Regions from separate parts of the Mus musculus genome. Here region 1 is linked to region 2. A link is a contact called in public HiChIP or PLAC-seq data. All regions are on one chromosome and are shown on one strand. The core of a region is the stretch at or near the end of the contact, and the rest is flanking DNA. Distances in the headings are between cores, read along the strand shown. Region 1 overlaps Gm36709 (a long non-coding RNA gene). Region 2 overlaps Prkca (protein kinase C, alpha).

Region 1 (4,678 bases), core at 156-2,655, 190 kb after region 2:
CTAGAGTTCAAACTTCACGTGTGCTAAGCAAACACATTACCAGCTAAATGACACCTCTATCCCCGAGGCTTCGTATTAAAGCAGCCGTCATACCTCAGCCACCAAAATCTCACCTTAGCACCTCTTAAATATAGGTTACAGTGTGCAACCTTCTGAGTTCCAGATTCTATGGGTCCAGGTGGGACTTGAGAATTTGTACTTTGACTAAGTCACTAGCTGGATCTGCCACTTTTCACTGTGGAGCCAGCATTGGAGATGTAGCCCTTTAAAGCATCCAGGCTGTCTGGGATTTATATGTGGTTTTAGTGAGCTCCTATAGTCTTTTTATTCAGGTGATAGAGTCTGTAAGCCAATGCTTTGATTTCTGGTTTGTTTGTTTCTTTTTGCAAAGATACTATTAAGTTTTCCTGTCTTCCAGATATCAGCCTACTCTGCCAGAAAATAGAAACATATATTATAGCCTTTTTGTAGAAACAGTAATGACAAACCTAACCTTTCCTAAAATTTAGTGGTGGAGGGAGGCAGGGGGGATGTGCCAGGACACTTATTCAGAGGCCAGAGCACAACTGTGTAGAGTCGGCTCCCTCCTTCCACCTTCATTTGAGTTCCAGAACTTACCTCAGGTTCCCAGACTTTTATAGCAAGCACCTTTACCCGCTGAGCCACCTCATTAGCCCCATAATATTTATAGAAAGCATTCGTAAATATAGTCTGGTTCAATCTTCACCAAAACCTCATTCTGTGCTTCAGAGAAATCAATTACTTTAGTCAGATTCAAAGGGCTAGAGAAAAAGACAGAGCCTGGACTCAAACTTGGGTTTTCCACTCCATTCAGTTATTCTTCCCACCAAATCTTGGTGTCTTCATTTTCTCCATTGCTAGTACAGACTATTTTTCTGTTTTCTGTTTGTTTGTTTGTTTGTTTGTTTGTTTTGGTTAACATACATGTCATGGGTCTTGAGTGAAGCAATTGATTCACAGCAGTTTGAAAGTTTTTCAGTTTTATGGCCAACACCCCAGGAGCAGTGCACAGCAGCAGGTAGACACGCCTGATGTTTCGTGTTAGAGCATTTACCACTGAGGCATGTATGCTGAATTTCAACCAGGAAACGGTGCCTTACTCTTCAACAGAGACACTCCTTGTCCTATAGGGCTGTGTTAGAGGCAGCCTGTCCGTGTGGGAGAGAACAAGAAACAGAGGTGCGTGTTCAATCGACGATTGCTGAAAAGCAATTGGAAATTGCTTTCTATCCAGGGAAAACAAGAAAAGCCATCTAGCCATTTGCCAGGAATGGGAAATTTGCAGGAGTGAAAAAAAAAAAAAAACCAAAATGAAACAGCATTGGCTTCCTTTGTGGTAGGATGGAGAGCCAAGAAGACATTCTTACACTGTGCCATTAGGGAATTGCTTTCTTGCAGAGAGGAGCACTGTAGGGCAGGCTGGCAGGAGGAGGAAGTTAAAGAGTAGAGCTGCTGGAACCCACAAACTTGGCTTCAGATCAGCCTGTCTGTCCTTTGCTTACTGGACAACCCCAAGCAAGTCACCATCCTCTTTGACAGCAGCCACTTCTCCGTGGCTGTGGTGGGAAAAAATAGGCTAGAAGGGTTCCTGATAGCATCCCACACCATCAACAAACTGCTTCTCTCCTCCACTAATGCCATTGACCCCATCTGCCTTTACAAAAACTGAAGAGACCACGCTTTTCCTCCGTGATGCCTGAGAACAGGTGAACAGACTTGGAAACTCACGGCCCTCTAGTTTTAACTGTCAAGTTGACACAACCCAGAGTAAGCTAAGACTTCGAGATCCAGGGGTTGGCCATATCAGACTGGCCAGGGGGAATATCTGAGGGGGATTATTTTGATTGTTAATCATAGGAGTGCCCAGACCACTGTGGGTGGCACCATCCCCTGCATAGGTGGTTCTAGGCTGTATAAGAAAACTAGCCAAGGATGGGTCTGCAAGTGAGCCAGCAGGCAGCATTTCTCCATGGCTTCTTTCCTTTTTATTAGTACTTTGAGAGTTTCGTACATTTTTTTTTATCATATTCACTACCCCCCCCCAGTACTTCCCAGATTCACCCCACTTTAAAACCCACCCAACTTTGTGTCAAACAAAACAAAAATAAAACAAAAACCCTCAAGATCAATTCATGCTGTCCAAAATGTTCTTTGATTTGTTGTCCTTCACTAGAGTACAGTTGACTTACAGGGGGTTAGGGGCTACACTCTTAGAGAAAATGGACCCTTGCTTCCATAGCAGTTTACAGCTGTCAGTCACTCCAGGGCTAGGGGTGCCTGGCTCTGCTCTCCAAGCTGGGATTTGGTCTGGCTGTGGCTTACACAGGCCTCATGCATCCTATCCTAACCACCATGCATTCATATATGCGGTCACCCTGCTGTGTCCAGGCGACACTCTCTCCCCACAGTTACCCCTCATGATCTCAGCTGCAAGTTCCTGCTTAAGTTCCTGCCATCACCTCCCTGTGAGCTGAAACAAACCCTCTCCTCCTCTAGGTTGCTTTTGGCCAGAGTTTTATCACAGCAACAGAACGATGCTAGAACACACAGGTTTTCGTATTCTAATCGTTATCTTATTTTGGGTGGCCTGAACAAAGAACCAGAGGGATGCATACTGGGAGTTCAGCTTGGAACTGGTTCCTTGAAATAACAGTGAGGAAACTAAGACAGGCAACGATTTGAACACAAATCAAGGCCAAGTCTCAGAGCTGCTTACAGCTGGTGTTGGGCTTTCGGCTTGTTGGGCAACCATGTAGGATTGGTACATAATGACTATCATGGTGTCCTTTAAAAACAGACAGTTAGGAAAGTTCCCAGGAAAATGAAAATATATGGCTACAAAAAAGCTTATATATGACTATTTATAGCAGTGCACACCATAAAGAGCCAAATGATGAAAACAGCTCAAATGTCTTTCAACGGATGGATGAATAAATAAACTGTGGTATATCTATACAGAAGGAATATCAGCCATGAAACAGAATGGAGTGCCAATGCATACTACAAACATAGGTGAACTGTAAAGATATTCAGTATATATATACTATATACTTATATATAGTATATAATATATACTATAGATAGATAGTTATAATGACATAACCCTGTTGCAAAAGAACTTTATGCTTCCATTTATATGAGGTACCCTTTCAATTTCTGGCCATCAGTGTAGCCAGGCATGGCATTATCAAATCAGATACAACAGCATTTTCAATGCAGAAGCAACTTCCGTAAGTGAACTCTATACATCAAAGCTATAGTACGTGGTCCTGAACAAAGACAGCTCCTCTCTCCTCTCGCTGTTACCCTCTCTGTTCCTACTTTGTTGTATTTCTGAAGAACCTCAATATTTTGGTTCATGGTTTCAGAGATTTCAGTCTATGTTCGGCTCATTTTGTTGGCTTTGGGACTGAGGCTGAATATCATGGCTTGGAGCTCGTGGTAGAGCAAAAGCTGTTCTCAACATGGCGTCTAGGAAGTAGAGTGAGAGAGGACTGGGCTGAGATTTCCATATCTCTTCAAGAGCATGAGCCCAGTGGTCTAGTTTCCTCTCATTAAACCCAGCCTATTATGGGTACTACCACCTCCCAACAGTAGAAGAGCAAGCCTTTGGAAGCATTTAAGTCCTGCATCACAACCATCATAGAGCGTGGGAATCAGAATATCACTGTGCATTTCCAAGAGGCAGGGGTCACCCTCACTGAGGCTCACAGGACTGGAAAAAAAATCTTGCCAACAATCCAACTAGCTTCCTGGCTAGGGAGTGAGCTCTCTCTGTGTTACTGGAGGTACCCAGGTACAGCTAAACAACAAGGTGCCAAAGCTAATTTTGATAGAAAGTTTATTAAAAGATCTCCCCCAGCAGAGTCCAACTCACTGAACCCAGAGAAGCCTGAAAAGACGTATCTTAGGAGAGCCCTCGGAGACCTAGGGATGGTTCTATGGCTCTCTGTGTTTAGGAGCCCTGAGATAAGCTGACCCCTAGGACCCTCGACCAATACTAGAGCTCTTTGATTCTGCAGCTGAATGTTTATTCTCAGCCAGAGAGATAAGTGCCATGTCGTCTTTGTTCAGGGTACCTGAGAAGCAGAGATCAGTGGTAAGCAGTTCTGATCCTGATTGGAGCATTGGAGAAAAACATTGCAGTGGTGAGCACTCAGACCCATTAACATCAGGAAACGTTGTCAGCCTGGGAAAGTAGCGATACAAGTCATTTTCAAGTTTGCAGAAGTAATGGGCCCTAGCTGAGTATTGACCTCACCCTGGAGCTGGGCATGCACCCATCCCACTCTTCCCTCTGGGACTCCCTGGTTTCCATCACTCCAGCACTTTGCTGGCAGGGTGTGGTCATGGATGGGAGTGGATGGAGAGCAAGGGAGAAGCAGTGGGAAGCAGGCACAAGGTACACTGATCTTGTTCTCGGCTTAGCAAGCACAGGAATCAAATGCCCCCTCAGTGTTGGGCAGGGCAGAGGGACTGAAGAGATGGCATCCCTTCCCTTAAGCTGGCTTTCACTTTGGATACAGGCCAATTATTCACGTCTATGGGCGCAGTTTGATTGATATCTTGATGTGTGCCCACATGGTTCAGTGGCCAAATTATTTGCCGAGCAAGTGTGAGGATCTGAGTTTGGATCCCCAGATCCCATGTAAAGCCA
Region 2 (4,842 bases), core at 1,177-3,676:
AGTTTTGTATATAGTACATCTTAATATTCTTAATTTTTCCTTTATTTTTGAGAATTTCATACATGGGGAGTAGACATTCATATTTCATTCTACACATACATGAATTCTCAGTGTTTTCAACAAACAATGGTAGTCTGTACTGGGGAATATAGAAATGAATAAGATTTGGGGGAAGAAAGCATGGTCTACAGCAAGGGAAAAGCATTCTATGCTAAGGGCTCTGCCATCAGCCCCTGTGACTCACCCTTTCCAAGGTGCACAGCCTGTGTACCTGACATGATCAGTTTTATGTGTCACCTTGACTGGGCCACTGCGTACCCAGATATTTTGTTCACATGTGACTCTGGGTGTTTCTCTGACGGTGTTTGGGGATGAGAGCAATGCCCGAGCTAAGGAAGGTAGGTGGCTGTCATGGCTAGCTTCAACTGTCAAAAGCACCTGGAAGGGTGCTTCAAGGAAGGATTATCTAGAGTAGGCAGACTTTGGGGCATGTCCGGCAGGGGTATCTCGATTGTGTTAATTGGGGTGGGAAGATTTACCCACTGTGGGCAGCACCATTCCTTGTCCAGGGGTTGAGAGTAAGCTGAGCTCTAATATGTGGGGATCTATCAAATGTGGATGCACTGTGACTAGTGGCTTCTAGATTTGACGGTAGCAGGCTGTAACCTGCCACTGTGGGCCAAAATAAATCATTTTTCCTGTAACTAAACCCCTTTACACTTAAGTTGTTTTTGTAAGGGTTTTCTATGGCAGCAAAACAGGAAGTGAAACTAAGAAAGTCCGTACCTGGGTGAGCCCAACCTAAGCCCTGAAAGTCTGAATAGAAGGAAAGACTGACTAAAGGCTTTGAACGTGGGCTTGTTTCTTGCTCCCAGAAGCTCCTCCCAGGCTCCTGGGCTTACCAGTGTTCATACTGGGGCTGGGCTGAGGTCATCAGCTCCCCTGGGTCTCGGGACACCGACATAGGGCTGGACCAGGATAGGTGATCCTCTGCCTTGAACCTCCAGCTTGCCAAATCAACTTTGAAAGTCTTGGGACTAAGCCCCTAAACCATGTGTCTAATCCTTATAGAAAACCTCTTTACACTCACACAGGTAGATGCTTCCTGTTGAATCTGTTTCTCTGGAGAGTCCCGACTTGGACCCTTTGTAAGGACTCAGGCTTTGGGGCTGTGTTAAACCAGGAAACACCATCCTTTCCTTCCTCTGAGGCCTGGACTCTTATAAAGCTGACTCCTCTACATCAGCCACCCATGTTACCCTCCTGGAGCTTCTAGGATGACAAAGAACAAGGTCCCCAGCTAACAGTCACAGCTAAGCCATCGGGTTTACACTTTACTGATCGATCCCACCCCTCAGGAGGGGTGATTCAGGAGAGGCATGGCTGGGCTCACACATTGTGTTCCCTTTTAAAAGTCCTTTCATTCCCTTTTTTTTTTTTCCTTTTGCAGAGGGTGGAGAGAGCATGCCATGGTTTGTATGTGGAGGTCAGAGGGCAGCTAACTGTCGGCACTTGGTTCTCTCTTTCTAGAGATCAAACTCATTTTGAAGCTTGGCAGCCATGGCTTTTACCTGCTGATCCTTCGGCCCTCGTTTTTATTTATTTTTAACTACTAACATTCCACTGGGTAGAAGTAAGCAAGATGATGTAGTGGGGAAACAGATCAGAGACTATGCGACCAACCCTTAGGGCACAGTCCTGCACTAAGGACAAAGGGTGGAGAGGGGACACAGCTAGAAGGGACAAAGACACCCAGAGCACCAGACAACTCTGGGGTATCTGACTCTGGAGATGCTGGACAGACACTGATGTATGGAGAAGATGACAGGAGCAAGCTCTGGGGCAAAGAGTAGAGGGGACACAAGAATGAGGCCAGTAAGGACAGGAATGTCCACGTCAACATGTCATCCTAGACTTGGGCGTGAGGACCTCCAACACACTCCACATTGACAACATCTGGAAAGTCATCAGTAGGACTGTCAGGACTGTCTCAGGGATGGTGACAAAGTTCACAGGGACCATGACGTTCTGGTAGCTGTTTTCTGCTGTTATGTCGTTCTTTAAACAAACATTTAAGAGCAGGTTGGCTTATAAAGATAGATACACTGAATGAGTACCAGATAAAACAATAGACCGTCCCACTGTCCATCTCTTCTAGTCTAGACTCCACTCGGAGTTAACTCGTAGCTTCTGGCTCCACAGACTATGGATGGCAGTAGAGGGCACGCCTCCCACTGGCTGAATCTCTCTGAGCCACTACTGAAAGCTGAAACACACCTCTTGCAAGTGAGTTCATTTGACTGTTTAAGGCCTTTGATTCTACTGTAAGTAAGCTAGTGGCACTGTGGAGATGCTCAGAGGTCCTCAGCCAACCCCTCCCTTTCCTAGATCCCAGTATATGTGTGCCTCTGTTCACAGAGTCTTCCTGGCTCTACTTACGGAAAATGCACTAAGCCGTGAAAGCATCGCCAAGGTGAGGACGGCACCAGCTAACTGGGTGGGACCGTGAGTTCAGTTTATTTTCAAAGTGACTCAGTAGAATCCAGGAATAAGCCTTTGGCATGAGCCAAAAGCTCTGGGCTAGCTTTCAGATAAGGGTGAAGCCGCACGAAACATCTTTCCAGAAACTCGGTGCCCTCAAAAACCCCTCCTCCCTACTGTCTGAAGAATCAGAGCAAGCCACTGCAGGTCCTTACCCAGCCCTGGGGCCCTGCATGCCCGTTTTCATAAGGGTATATTTCTGGTCTCTCTAACGGGTGAGTTTCCTGTTAATATCCTTTCCAATATCTCTTGCCATAAGACTTCTCATAGTCACACTGACCCCAGACTCGGCCCCCAAGCAGGGAATGATTGACTGAAGACTGCCTCTCCGGTTGCTTTTGCTGCGCAGTCTATGGCACAGGAAGGGAGGATGGATCTGAAAGTGGACGAATCCAGCTCAGAGCTTAGAGCTCCACGCACCACCACTGAACTTCAGAAAAGACTTCATCACCCCTAGCCTTGGTTTTCATATCCTTACAGTAGGCAGACTGACAGCAGCCGCTTGCAGCTGGGTGCTATCCACAGAGGGGGATAATAATAAGATTCATGCATATGCATGACTTCACTAGGGATACGCTGTTTGAAGACAAAGGCCATGTTTTTTAAACATCTGCATCCCATAGCACCTGCCACATTATAAATGCGCGAGAAACATGGTATGATTATGTAACATGAGCAAATGCCAAAAAAAAAAAAGAAAAAGAAAGGAAGGAAGAAAAAAAAAGAGAAAGATGTTACATGTCAAGTGATACTATAAACAAGCCAGTTTGTGTGCAGTATGTCATTGAGCTCTGAGCCTTCAGCGGCTGCCTCCTCAGATGCTACCTCCAAACCCAGAGGCAGCCTCAGCGCCTGTATATCATAAACTCCCTGGCACCCTGTTCAGGAAAAACTAAAAGGCATCTATCATACCAGCTTTTGAATCAAAACAATGCAAAAACTGCTGCTAAGGTACACTATTCTTTTCTTAGTTTTTTTTTTTTTTTTAAAACTACACTGCACTAATCAAGAAAATGGTTTTCCATGGCTCCCTGTGACAAGCAGGGAAGACTGTCAGGTATGTCACACACATGGCTTAACATGTCACAATGAATGAAATACTCATTTCCCAGCTCTGAGGTTCAGTGTGAGTCTCACCTGCACTGAGAACATTCAGGTAAACAAGGCCTGGCAAGTAAAACTCGTGTCAATCCGGACATGGGGACATCACCAATCACTTCTCTCAATGCCAGGCCAGAGAGGGCAGAACACTCTATTTTTGGAAAGAAAAGACACAGACTCTCCCACAAAGAATTTACTTACAAACGTAAGCACTAACCAATTCCACTATTTTATCTACTTACTTTATTATTTATTTGGAAAGGTCTCCCTCTATTAGCTAAGCTGGTACCTGCTATGCTTGAACAGGGTGACCTTAAACTTAAGACAGTCCTCCTGCCTTTTTCTCCAAGTTCCTGAGATGACAGCGACCTAAAAACACTGGGTTAAATGAGAGAGCCTCAGGACAGCTCCCTAGGAAAGATGGCTTCAGGTAACTGGTTAAAAATTAAGTGATATATTTCTAGTTACAATGCACATATCTTTGAATTAATCAACTCTAGACCAAGGGACAGATACACCGTTTTTGTTTTGCTTTTTTCCTCTTCTTGCTGGGTTAGGGAGATAGATGATTCCCCAAGACCTGGCAGCTGCACCCTGCAGCTCGTCAGGCCTAGGATGAAGATGGCATCTTTTGAGGCTGTTTTTTAAACTTGCAACTAAACTAACAAGGTTCTGAGACAACAGAGGTGCTTCCCCATGCAGGACAAACTTCTGTTGCTGTGAAGCTGGCACAGAAGATAATCCACCCACTGAAGAGCAGAATTAGCACCGGGGCTTTGGTGTTGGGTTTGTTTCCCTGAAATAACTTCTTTCTCAGGCTTCCCATGGCATCACGGTGAGTGGGGAGAGGGCCTCAGTGGGTGGGTGCAGAGTGGGCGTCCTGAGAAGCTCACTCGGGGACATCCCACTGGGACCTGCGGAGCATGGGTTTCTCTGCCTGTGCTGATGGTAGGCCCTCTTGCAATACATGTCACCTGAATTCTGGCTTGGCAGCTCTTTTCCCATGAGGGTAGGAGATGTGTCCTAGTGTAAGGAACATTAAAATATGTATTTTGCAAGCAACATTAGGAAAAACAAACCAAACAAACAGCCTGTCTTCACATGATGCTATCTCCATGGAGTCCCCGAATTGTCCCAGAGACTGCACATCACCTCCCACCCCTAACTCAATAGCCCTGCATTTCTTCCCCTGCATGGCTG

Evidence for each region. HiChIP or PLAC-seq counts read pairs in DNA pulled down with a chosen protein or histone mark.
Region 1: an H3K27ac HiChIP or PLAC-seq map of vascular smooth muscle cells shows a contact between it and region 2, with 6 times the contacts expected there. The contact joins two enhancer-like sites. A contact is called at or near these places in 1 of 15 datasets of contacts at CTCF or cohesin (the NIH/3T3 cell line), 5 of 115 datasets of contacts at active chromatin or transcription factors (embryonic basal ganglia, microglia, pancreatic cancer cells and 2 more) and 1 of 9 other capture datasets (embryonic stem cells).

What each region holds. Positions count from the first base shown.
Region 1 is chr11:108,365,811-108,370,488 of GRCm38.p6, forward strand. It overlaps Gm36709 (a long non-coding RNA gene), which reads right to left. Exons shown (of 4, transcript XR_880267.2): 3 at 4,101-4,210; 4 at 1,020-1,169. Among named protein-coding and RNA genes, the nearest start is that of Gm36709, 13 kb to the right of the region's middle. Within about 2 kb of position 1,406, at least 18 of the 459 cell types and tissues checked have an H3K27ac peak or open chromatin away from gene starts, as enhancers often do. A contact at or near this core is called in vascular smooth muscle cells, where this site is marked.
Region 2 is chr11:108,178,170-108,183,011 of GRCm38.p6, forward strand. All of the region lies in intron 3 of Prkca (protein kinase C, alpha), which reads right to left. It overlaps Gm11655 (a long non-coding RNA gene), which reads left to right. Exons shown (of 3, transcript XR_003949784.1): 1 at 1-3,847; 2 at 4,345-4,477. Among named protein-coding and RNA genes, the nearest start is that of Gm11655, 7.7 kb to the left of the region's middle. Within about 2 kb of position 2,427, at least 55 of the 459 cell types and tissues checked have an H3K27ac peak or open chromatin away from gene starts, as enhancers often do. A contact at or near this core is called in vascular smooth muscle cells, where this site is marked.